Linked DNA regions of Mus musculus: region 2 is linked to region 1. The links are chromatin contacts, called in public HiChIP or PLAC-seq maps. All regions are on one chromosome and are shown on one strand. The core of a region is the stretch at or near the end of the contact, and the rest is flanking DNA. Distances in the headings are between cores, read along the strand shown.

Evidence for each region. HiChIP or PLAC-seq counts read pairs in DNA pulled down with a chosen protein or histone mark.
Region 2: an H3K27ac HiChIP or PLAC-seq map of thymic regulatory T cells shows a contact between it and region 1, with 5 times the contacts expected there. The contact joins two enhancer-like sites. A contact is called at or near these places in 1 of 39 promoter capture datasets (liver) and 2 of 115 datasets of contacts at active chromatin or transcription factors (large pre-B cells and thymic regulatory T cells).

Annotation. Positions count from the first base shown.
Region 1 is chr3:100,408,179-100,413,700 of GRCm38.p6, reverse strand. It overlaps the pseudogene Gm12464. Among named protein-coding and RNA genes, the nearest start is that of Gm32471, 7.0 kb to the left of the region's middle. Within about 2 kb of position 4,195, at least 26 of the 459 cell types and tissues checked have an H3K27ac peak or open chromatin away from gene starts, as enhancers often do. A contact at or near this core is called in thymic regulatory T cells, where this site is marked.
Region 2 is chr3:101,297,049-101,302,031 of GRCm38.p6, reverse strand. No RefSeq gene overlaps it. Among named protein-coding and RNA genes, the nearest start is that of Gm32803, 2.9 kb to the right of the region's middle. Within about 2 kb of position 1,546, at least 80 of the 459 cell types and tissues checked have an H3K27ac peak or open chromatin away from gene starts, as enhancers often do. A contact at or near this core is called in thymic regulatory T cells, where this site is marked.

The DNA.
Region 1 (5,522 bases), core at 2,946-5,445:
GAACATGTAGACCATGTTGTTGAGGTCAATGGAGGGGTCATTCATGGCAACAACCTCCACTTTGCCAAGTGCAGAGCAGAAGGCAGCCCTGGTAACCAGGTGCCCAATATGGCCAAATCCTTTCACACCGACCTTCACCATTTTGTCTACAGGATGGAGCTGGCATGAACAAGAAGATGAGGCTGTCTCTGGAACAGGGAGGAGCAGAGAACCATCCTGGAATATCTTATATAATCCAAAGTGACTGTGGAATGGGCAGAGCCAGTTTTCTATCTGGGCAGCTCCCTGGCTCTCTAGGACATTGTTAGTTCCTGATCAGCTTTGATTTTTCTTTATCCCCAAATAGGGAAGGTGATACATTCCTTTCCTAGTGGAATAAGTGGGTCAGTCCATAAAGGGTGAGCTAGTTACATGTTCTGGTCACAGTTGATATTAGATACCTGTGTCATGCCCTCTCTTCAAAGTTACTTTCAGCTATAATTATGAAATGTTGTTAATGATGATAATTATGATGTCAGGAAAGAAACACAGTGGAAATTTAAAAAGATAGGTTTTTTTTTTTTTTTTTACACTTGATCTTAGCCAAAAGGCTGAGAAGCAATAGGTTTTTTTAAATGACAAATAAGTAAAGTGCAAAATAAAACAAATAGTATATTATGATAAATAAAAGTAACAGTTTTTTGTTATATTGATATGTAAAAAGGAAAATAAACTTAGACAAGTTCTGGCTTCATGCAGTGATGAATTTAGAGCTTGGCAACGTCTGTTTTTGTAACTTCTACACAGTTCTAATTAATTTCATCGGAATTAATTTTTGTATATTTATGTTTGATGAACAGTAGAATATATCCATCTGTCTTTGCTCATGGATGACTGAATAACACATTTTAATGTAAAGCTTAATTTTTTTAATGAAATAACATATGAACAAGAAAAAACTTAATATAAGAATAAATCTAGTAGAGAGCCACAGAACTATTTTGCACTAAATCCTGAGTCATAATTATCATCCACGGCTTTGTGCCATAGACATCCATTCTAGAAGCTTACAAATGTTGACGTGGTTGGAAAGTTTCTGGTAAGATAAAAATGTCACCATATATGTATTATTTTTAGGTAAAAATCGCAGCCTTTGTTCTGCAGAAAAATCAGAATTAGCATAGTTAAGATTATAGTATACTTATTGCTGAGATCAAGAGCCCAGTTTAAAGAAACTACCCACTGGACCTCTGACAACTTTCATCAGTTCTTCTGGCATCCACAGAGGAGTGGCATCTTCAAGGCTCTGCTTTTTCGCTTATTTAACCACTCTGCTGCCATTGCTTGCTGCAGATCTCCCGTTCAGATGCAGAATCTCTGGGTACCTCAGGGTTGCATGCATAGTGAGCTTGAGTAATCCCAACTGTTTGGAATTTACCCGAAACCAACTTAAATGGCCGAGTCCATGTGTATGGAGGCGTGACCACATAATGGAGAGTTCAAATGAGCTTGCATGTAGAATGCAAGTATGAAGCTTACGTAATGAAGGCTGTGTTACTTCGGAGCTTCCATGCGTAGTATTAAATCCCAACAGTGACACAGCGACTGTTTACAGTGGAGACCCACAGATGTTATTTTCATGGAATGCTTTGTCACTGACTGACATTGTTTGCAACTGCTGGCACATGGGGATAATAAAAAGCAGACTGGCTTCTAGCTGGTTATATTCTTGGTTTTAAAAGCTCTACAGACTTTCTCTTTGCCTGCACTCAGGGCAGACTGCTTCATTTGCCCACTCATTGATTGACCACTGCATCCAGCATTGCTGTAGCCTGAGTGGGGAGGGTGGTATGTACGAGTTCATATAAGATCCAGTTCATATAAGATAAAGACCTCAAGGGCCCATGCTAGTTTGAGGGTTGTGCTTAGGAGAGGTGGGCACTGTTGCTCCAAGCAACTGTGTGTAGTGGATATTACTGGCACACACACGCACACACACTCATTTCACATGCCCAAGATGCTTCTATTTTGCATGATGTGACATGGCCACATATAACCACAAATGCAATGGGCTATAATTCAAGTCACATCAGCTACTGTAATGCCACTAAGTCACATCTGAGTCCACAGAGCTGAGTGAGTTTCATTCGTTCAATAGTTTGACTGAGAAACCATCTGCTAGCCATCAGCTGGTGGGTTATTTAGTAAATAAAACAAATCACTAACGACACACTCCGTTCTCACAATCTGTGCCAACACAATTCATCCATGTTAACAGTACTTACTCCTCAGCCAGCCCTGTGTGTAACTTGCTTCTCTGTGTCAATTCTGAATGACCCACTTCAGTCCACATCAAGTTCAAACACTGACCATACAGTGCGTCTAGCTGAGTAGGGGGATCCTGGCAGGTTATACTGTTGTTTCTTGTAGTTGGTGAGAGAAAGGTACAATAGAGAGAATTTTGGAAGGGCTAATACATTGCTTAGGTCTTCAATTCCTTTGGTCTTTTTCCTATAGCTCAGTGTCACTGGCCGGGACTCCACAATTTCCTGATGGTATAGAACCCTACATGGCACCCAGTGAGAAGTGTAAGTGGGAGCCTTATTTGGTAGCTTGGGGTACCAATTTCTGGACTTGAGTTTTAGTGACCTCAGGCTAGGCTAATTTGGTCACAGTGAGACCTTGACTTTAATTTTATGTCCACAGGGGAGACTCCTGGCACAGTTGCTGTTATCTTTAGTTATCTTGATGCACTGAGAAGGAACCAGCTTTCTCTTCAGTTCAGCTTTTCTCACCTCAGTTAATCTGCTTTCTGTGGCACTCACTGGGTCCCCCACCACCACCAAAATCACCTCCAATGTGTACACTGTTGTTTGAACCTTTTTTTTTTTTTTTTTATAAAACCAAGGATTCCTTAATTATGTCTGCCCAAATATAGGGAAGAGTTTCAGTGTCTTCACTGCCTCCTTCATATGCTGTGTTCCTTGAAATGCCTAAAATGGTTCCCATGCTCAACAAAACCAGTTTATGAATAATGTAATTTTCTTTTCAATCCATGTCACTGAGTAGGATTGGTTTGGGCAAATAATAAGGAGAGAAGGGCATTTACAGAGGGAAAAGAGTTGGGTAAACAACCAAGTCATGGGAAGGGGAGAAATCAAGGCTGTGTTGAAGGCCTCAGGAACAAGGACTTACAGATCTGCTGTTGAACCCTGTTAACAATGTAGGAGTTCTCAGTAATGAGAACCAGGTGGTGTTGTGAAGTGGAAACGTAAGGGTTCTTTGGAAAGTCAGTTGTGTTGGATGGTGTTTTGCTGGGGCAAACATGTAAAGGAACATGTTGCTGAAGGGGAAAGAAAGGCTATTAAGGACTCAGGAAGGAACATTTCACTGAAGCAGACACAGGTGAAAGGATGTTTTGCTGAAGCAAGAATGTGAAAGGACTTGTGATGAAGGATTCTTCGCTAACGACATGAATGTAATGGTCCACCTTACGTTGTGTAGTTGAGCTCCTTTTGTTGGGATGCAGCAAAAAACCCTGTGGTGGTATGTTTTGGCTTCTTGTCACTTCCTCGGACTCAGGCAGATTGGCAGAGTGATGTCAGCTGAGACAGATTCACATGTGGAGGCAAGATCCATGGAGGACATGTGGTGTTTGGAGGGAGTACAAATAGGACTCACCAGACTACGAGAGAGGCTTGCTTGGAGAGTTAGCTGTTCAGTGCTTGTTGGTCTCTTGTCTTTTCTGATCTTTGCTGAGAGAGGCACTTCCCCTGTGTTCCTGCTGGTTCAAATTCCTCCTGCCGACTGACTCCTGCCGATTCAGTTGAGGCCTGGTTATTCCTGGAAGGTCGTATCTCCGATGGATGCTGCTATCCTGACACTAACAAACTGGACTGCTGGTATACCTGTGAAATGTTTTCCAATCGATCAAGCTGCTGCTGCTGACCTGTGAACTGAACTGATGGTTTCTGGACAACACAGCTGGGATTTGCTCCAAAGAACCATTTCTAAACAGGTTCACTTCCTCTGGATCTTTTCTTTTTCACTGCCTTTGGTGGGTGGTGGGCTAAAACATTTAAGAACCATTATTAAAAGTAGGCTTTGAAAAAAAATAAAGTTACAGTGTTGCTTAGAAGAGAACTTGTAATTGGCCTTGCTTGGAAGTGGTTCCTGATTGTGGCCAGAGACGGTACTGTGAAGTAGAGACAAGGCCTGCTGGCTGCGGGTGATGGGAATCCCCATGTCAGGAGGTCTCAGGGACTGGCAGCCTCTGTGATACATATAGTCAGGTCTGGGGAGGAAGTCACAACTTCCTCCTTTATTACTGTTGTTCTGTTGTGTTCCCCACTGTTTGTACACACTACAGCTCATTTCCCAATGTTGACTGGCAGATTGAATTTTTTTAAAACTTTTTATTGACTTTTCTTGCAAGTTTCACATCACACACCAGAGTCCCCCTCATCTCTTCAACCCATCGTATCTGTCCTCTGCCTTTGCAACCTCCCCCCCCCAAAAAAAGAAAATAACAAACACACAAACAAAATAAAACAAAAACAAACCATAGAAAACATCTCATTGTTGAAGCTGTAGTATGTCATAGTGTGTCCCACAGGATATCCTTCTGTCCACATACCTTCACGTGCAAATGTTCATTGCAATGAGTCATTAATCAGGTTCAAGGTCTCTGGCTTCTGTTACACCATCTATGTTGGATTCTCACCCAGACTCCTTCCAGTTATCCTGTTGTTGCCCTGTGTCATGGAGATCCTGCAGTTTTGAATCAGCAGATCCAGCCCTTTCACTCACTCCAACAGTTCACAGATGGTGTAGATTTTGGAGTGAGCTATCTCAAATCCTTGGTTTCTGAGCCTGGGTGGTAGCTGAGCTAATCAGCTTGTGGACTCAACTCTCCTGTATCTGTATCACTAGGGTAAGCTCTGCAGCACTGTTCCATTTAACCCGTTCAATGCCACTACCAGCAGGAGGCAGGGTCAACTCTTCTGCTCTCATGCCCTTGGGACTGGCTCACCCTCACCCATACCTTTAGAGTCTGTGTTGCCCAGGGGAGGTGTGGGGCCCACTCTCCCAAGTGCTTTAAGCCTGGGAGTGGCTGGGTTAGATCTCCCACCCTCACATGTTTGGAGCTGGCTTATCAGTGCCCACACCTCAAGAGCCAGCTCCACTGTGTTGCCCAGTTGAGGGGCAGGGCCTACTCTCCCCGAGTGCTACAGTCAGTGAGGGGCATGGACAGCTCTCCCACTCTCATGATCTCAGGGCTTCAGGTGCCAAGGGATGAGAGGGTGCCCACACTACCTCATGGCAGACAAGTGGTAGGATCAGCTAGCTCTGCCTTGCTCTCACCCTCTGGCCAGGTTACCTGTGCCCCCTTCACCAGGGCCAGCTCTGACGTTCTGCCCAGACAAGGTGCAGCTTACTTCACAGTGTTGATTGGCTGATTAAACCTTAAAAAAAATGAATGACCAGCCGGGCGTGGTGGCGCACGCCTTTAATCCCAGCACTCGGGAGGCAGAGGCAGGTGG
Region 2 (4,983 bases), core at 297-2,796, 890 kb before region 1:
TAGAATCCGTTACACAGGTGTGGCTGCCCCACTCTACCCTCCCCAGGAACTTCAGGTCGCATTAGTCTTCTGAGAGAACTTCCAGACAGGTCTGAGCTGACAGTAGACATCTTTAGCACCATATGTGAAGAGCTGAAAATGAAGTCAGAGTAGAATACCAATAGACACGGGAGAACAGAGCTTTGATCTTACCGCCTCCACTCATGTCATGCTTGAGCCCCACCCCTGCATCTCATCCACAGGCTAATCAGGCCAGCACCACCTCTGACCCCAAGCTCTCCCTACATCTGACCTCACCCTCCTAATCCTCCCACTCAAACCCCATAGTAACCTGCATAGGGGTCTCTCTGCCTCTGCCAAGTCAGGCTTGAAAACCTGAAGTCACAGGAGACAGCTACTCTCCTCAGAACCCTAAAGACACTGCAAGAGCAGTACCCCAATCCTCAGCACCTGGCTGCTCCCCTCTGAGCAACTCTCCTAATTCTGCATCCTGTCAGCTCGCTCCATCCCCACTGGCCTCTTAGCTCCTGCCTCAGGACCTTTGCACATGCCATTCTGTCTCTCAGCCATGGTCTCCCACAAGTGGCAGTATGGCTGGCTCCCATTTGCCACATAGGCTTCAGGTGAGCCATTGAGACCATGTCTGCCTAACATGGAACCCTCTTGCCACTCCAACCCTTGGCTTTGCTTCGTCTCTCTAGAACACCTTACCATTACCTGACAGACTCATATTTACATCTGTGTGGCTATACCCACTCATCAGCACCCTTAGAACGTGTGGGCTCGTCTTCTTTGCTAATGAATATAGAAACTTCTAGAACACCTCCTGGCACCAGGCAGGCTCTCAGTAAAGCACCATCAATTGATTGGTTGGGTGAATTAAAGGCTCTTGTCCTTAGTTTGAGTGAGGCATTTTAAACTGGGTTCCTGCCACAGGCAGACAAAAGCATTCCAGTACAGAATTCAGTTAAGATTTGCTTTAAACGTGGGCAGATGAACAGCTTAGCTTTGGCTGGGTTTAAGTGACATCTCCATAGCAGACGCGAGTGCACCTGCCCGGCTGAGTCCCAAGATTCTTATATATCCCTGTTCTCCTTGGATCCTCATGTAGTTTTGCAAGACACACGCGGTCCATGCTGCCTGCCCCTCACGTGACAGGGAACGTGAGTGTGGTCTGGCTAAACAGCAGAGCCCCTGTTGCTTTGTCCCCAGCCCACAGTTCTGTTTCTGCATTTCTATCCACAGTCTCACGGCTTCACCATGTGGCTCTCCCCAACAGCCCGAGGGGAACACAATGAAACCCTGTCGCTTGCAGTCTCTATTTATCTGGCATTTCCAATCCCCTCTCCTCGGAAAGCCAATAACATTCTGAATTTTTCCCACAAGAGATTGTGGGCTCTTTGGGAAGGAGAAAAACAAGCAGATGGTTCTCAGGAAACCGGATCTGTGCTGTGAGATCAAAATTTCCCCTTCTGTAAACCAGCCCTTTGCAGAACGTTCTTCAAACCGCGGACAACAGACCTTCATGTGCTCCAGCCTTAAGTGGCCACGGTATGCGGCAGACTCCTCTGCCAGCCCCTCGCTCCCAGCCAGAGCAGCTTGCCCTTCCTCAGCTAGTCCCCACAGGCCAAATTAGCTCTTGTTTAAGTTCCCTCCCCTTGCCAGCCCCCAGCGGACATGCGCAGGCTTATCTGTTTTCACACGTAATGGATCGAACAGCAGGGGCTTCTTGCTGGAAACTGTTTTCTAGGCTGCAAAAGGCTACAGAAAACCACGAAGCTGCTAACACAGTTCAGAACTTACTAATACACACTTGGCAGGAGCTGGCACAGGATACTGCCCCATGACCATGGAGAGGGACAGATGACAGCTCTCGGTGGTGGTAGTTTTAGGATTGGACCCCTTATCCGGGGACTTTCTGTATTGCTAGTTCTTTTTGATGAGGCTCAGAGATGCACAAGTGGCTTCTACATGAGGTCACAATGTCAAATACTATTGGGGCTCCCTACTGATTCCAAACTAGGATCTACAATAGACCTAAGTCCCATTTTTCTGGTGTTTGTTTGGGAAATCAGGATAATCTATTAAGGAGTAGCTTATGCTGCTTCGTAACCATAAACGATGAAACGGTTTTGTGGACTTTTAGCCACCCCACAGAATGCATCTTTGTAATGGGGAAAAAGGTTGTGTCTGTGCCCACAGTCATAAATCTGCTGTACTGAGCTGAGGCTCAGCTAGAGGTCATGGTCCCTTGCCCCTTGGCTCCGATGCCTTAACCATTGGTAACAGCCTGGTCTCTCTTGAGAGAAAAACAAACCTCAGCACTCAGCCTTGGTCTCAGTATGCCTTCATTTCTGTGGTCTTATTTTATATTGAGTGGTGGAATCCTCCGACTTTTATCCAGGCTGTCTTATTTGTTTGCTAATTTATTCACTTGTCGTTACAGGATTTCTGTAAGACTTGGGGGAATTTCACAGAAAGGAGAACTTAGAGCCCTCCTAGAGACAGGGTGGATGCAAGGTGGGGCTCCCAGGGGTGCAGAGAGACTCAGGGGTTCCCTGGCTTTCCCTTCTTAAGAGGATTTTGAAAGAGCTGAGAACAGAAGCCACCTGCATTATCTGATAACGGGTGTGTAATGGGTAGACGAGAGAAAACAGATGGGAAAGCGCAACTCAAATGGTGGAATGACAGGGGCAGGGCGGCTCGTTTGGTAAAACTCTTGCCCTGTAAGTATAAAGACCTGAGTTTGGTCCTCAGAACCTGGGTGGAAACACTGGTTGTTAATGTGCACTTAATGTCCTGCTCCAGGGAGGGGAGGGGAGGCCTGAGTCTGGCTGGCCAGCAGACTAACTTACTTAAGGAGCTCCGGGTAACGTAGAGACTTTGTTTTAAAGTAGGTAGATGGCTTTCCGGAGGATGGATTCCTAAGAGTTCTCTGGCTTGCACATGTGCATTTAAAACAACCCCCACCTACCCTGTGTGTACACGTGTGTGCATGCACGAGCACACACACACACACACACACACGCACACACACACACACACACACACACGAATCCAGTAGAAGCCAGATGTTTGTTTCTTAGACTGTATAAAAACATGGGATTATAAAAAGCATGAGTTCAGGGAAAGTGTGACTCCAAATCAAACAAGAGGCACGGACATGGTGGATCAAGACTAGAGAAGCAACCCCGAGGACATTGGGCCTCAAGGGGCTGGGGAGAGCACTAGGAACACTGGGTGCTTTTTAGAGGACCTGGGTTTTTTTCCCAGCACCCACATGGTGGCTTATAACAATCTGTAATTCCATTCCATTATCATAGCAGGAATGGAGGGAGGTATACCAGATAGCCCATACCAGACAATGCTGGGTAGAGCCCTTGGTGTGCTGGGGGTAAACTTGTGCCCTACGTCTCAACCAAAGCTGCGTTGAGAAGCAGATACCACCATCCCAGGTGAGACAGATACTGTTCCATCAACCTTGATACAAAGGAAAAGCTAAAACTTAGGTCACACAGCACTTGGAATCCTGAAACCCCAGGGAAAGGGCTCACATAGATACAGACTTTCATTTATTCTTTTGGTGGGGCCAGAGATCAAACTTGAGGCCTTGCAAACTCCTGGGCAAGCTCCACCGCTGAGCTCTCCCTCAGCCCACAGAGACACTCTCCCTGGGAAGGCAGATGAGAGCTTCTTTCTTAGGAGCTCACTGGTCACTAGAACAGAGGCCGAGAGCTTGCTTGGCAGGCTTTGAATTCCAGCCTTGGCCTCTGCTATACAAGGATGGAATGAAGACCAGCTCTTCCCGGTCCTTCTCTTGCATGGGCTAGGTGTCAGATGTGAAGTTATTCTAGAAAGTGCATAAAGCTGGCTTTTGTTAGACTGAGTAGCTCTTGTGGAAGTTCTGTGCTAGCCTTTGCCCTTCCTTGTACCGGATCCTATGTTCCTTCTCTCCTGCTAGAACAGGGGCCCAAGGAAGCCAAGCATCCCTCCTACCTTGGGGTGTGATGACTATCAGCTTCCAACCCTTCCATTGGGAGAATGACTTCAAAGTCCCCTGAGACTTCTTTCAAGTGTTTCAAGCGAATGTTGAAATGGACGGCTAGGTCCAGGTCACAGACTTTGTCAGGGCTTTGAATGTTCTCATGTCTTCAGAGAGCCACCCAGTCGTCCGTTGCTGCTCTCTGTGCCCACCGTCCAGACCTGACGTTTCAGGTGTGTGAGCACATGATCGGGAGCCACTTGGCTGAAGTACTAACTTTGCAGGAGGTGGAAGTGAACAGACTTTCAAAGATGCCCAGGGCTCTGGCTGAGGTTTGGGTAGAATGGAGGTCTGGAGGGCACACAGCTGCAAGTCCTGTGGCACCCAGGGCTGCCTCTCTGACATGATTCCCATCAAGAAAGATGCCAATCCCTCTTTTCTCCGACTTGTGCTCTGTGACTCTGTAGAACACCGGCGTAGTAGAAGGGGTGCTGTGGCCTCCAGAGGCTAAGTCACAAAGTGCCAGACAGCTCAGCTGCTTCTCTTAGGTGGCTCATCTGTCTGGCTGCCTGTGTTCTAGACACTTCTTCTGAGGGGAATGCCCCACCCTGGGGAGCCACAAACCAGACAGAGGCCTTGTGGGATGTGCCAATCAAGCTTCCAGGTGCAGGCATTAGGCACATCAGTGAAGCCACCATCCTCCATGCTCAACATCCCGCCATCTGTAGCAGCCCAGGCACCTAGTGCCTCCCCTAGCAGGACAGTGAGAAGCCAGGACTCCAGAAGTATCCGGTGCAGCTGTGTCAGGTGGCTGTGTGGTGACTTGCCCCATAGGATAGGTAGCCCGAACACAAAGTGTGACCAGTGTGTCTTCTGAAAGCCACGTTTCCAAGTCCCTGACCCCTGTACTTCCTGAAACTACTAGGTTTCCAGGGTTAGACCATGAGCCCAGTTTTCTTTTCAATGTTAAACCCTATAGAAAGAACCGGACTTCATAGTAA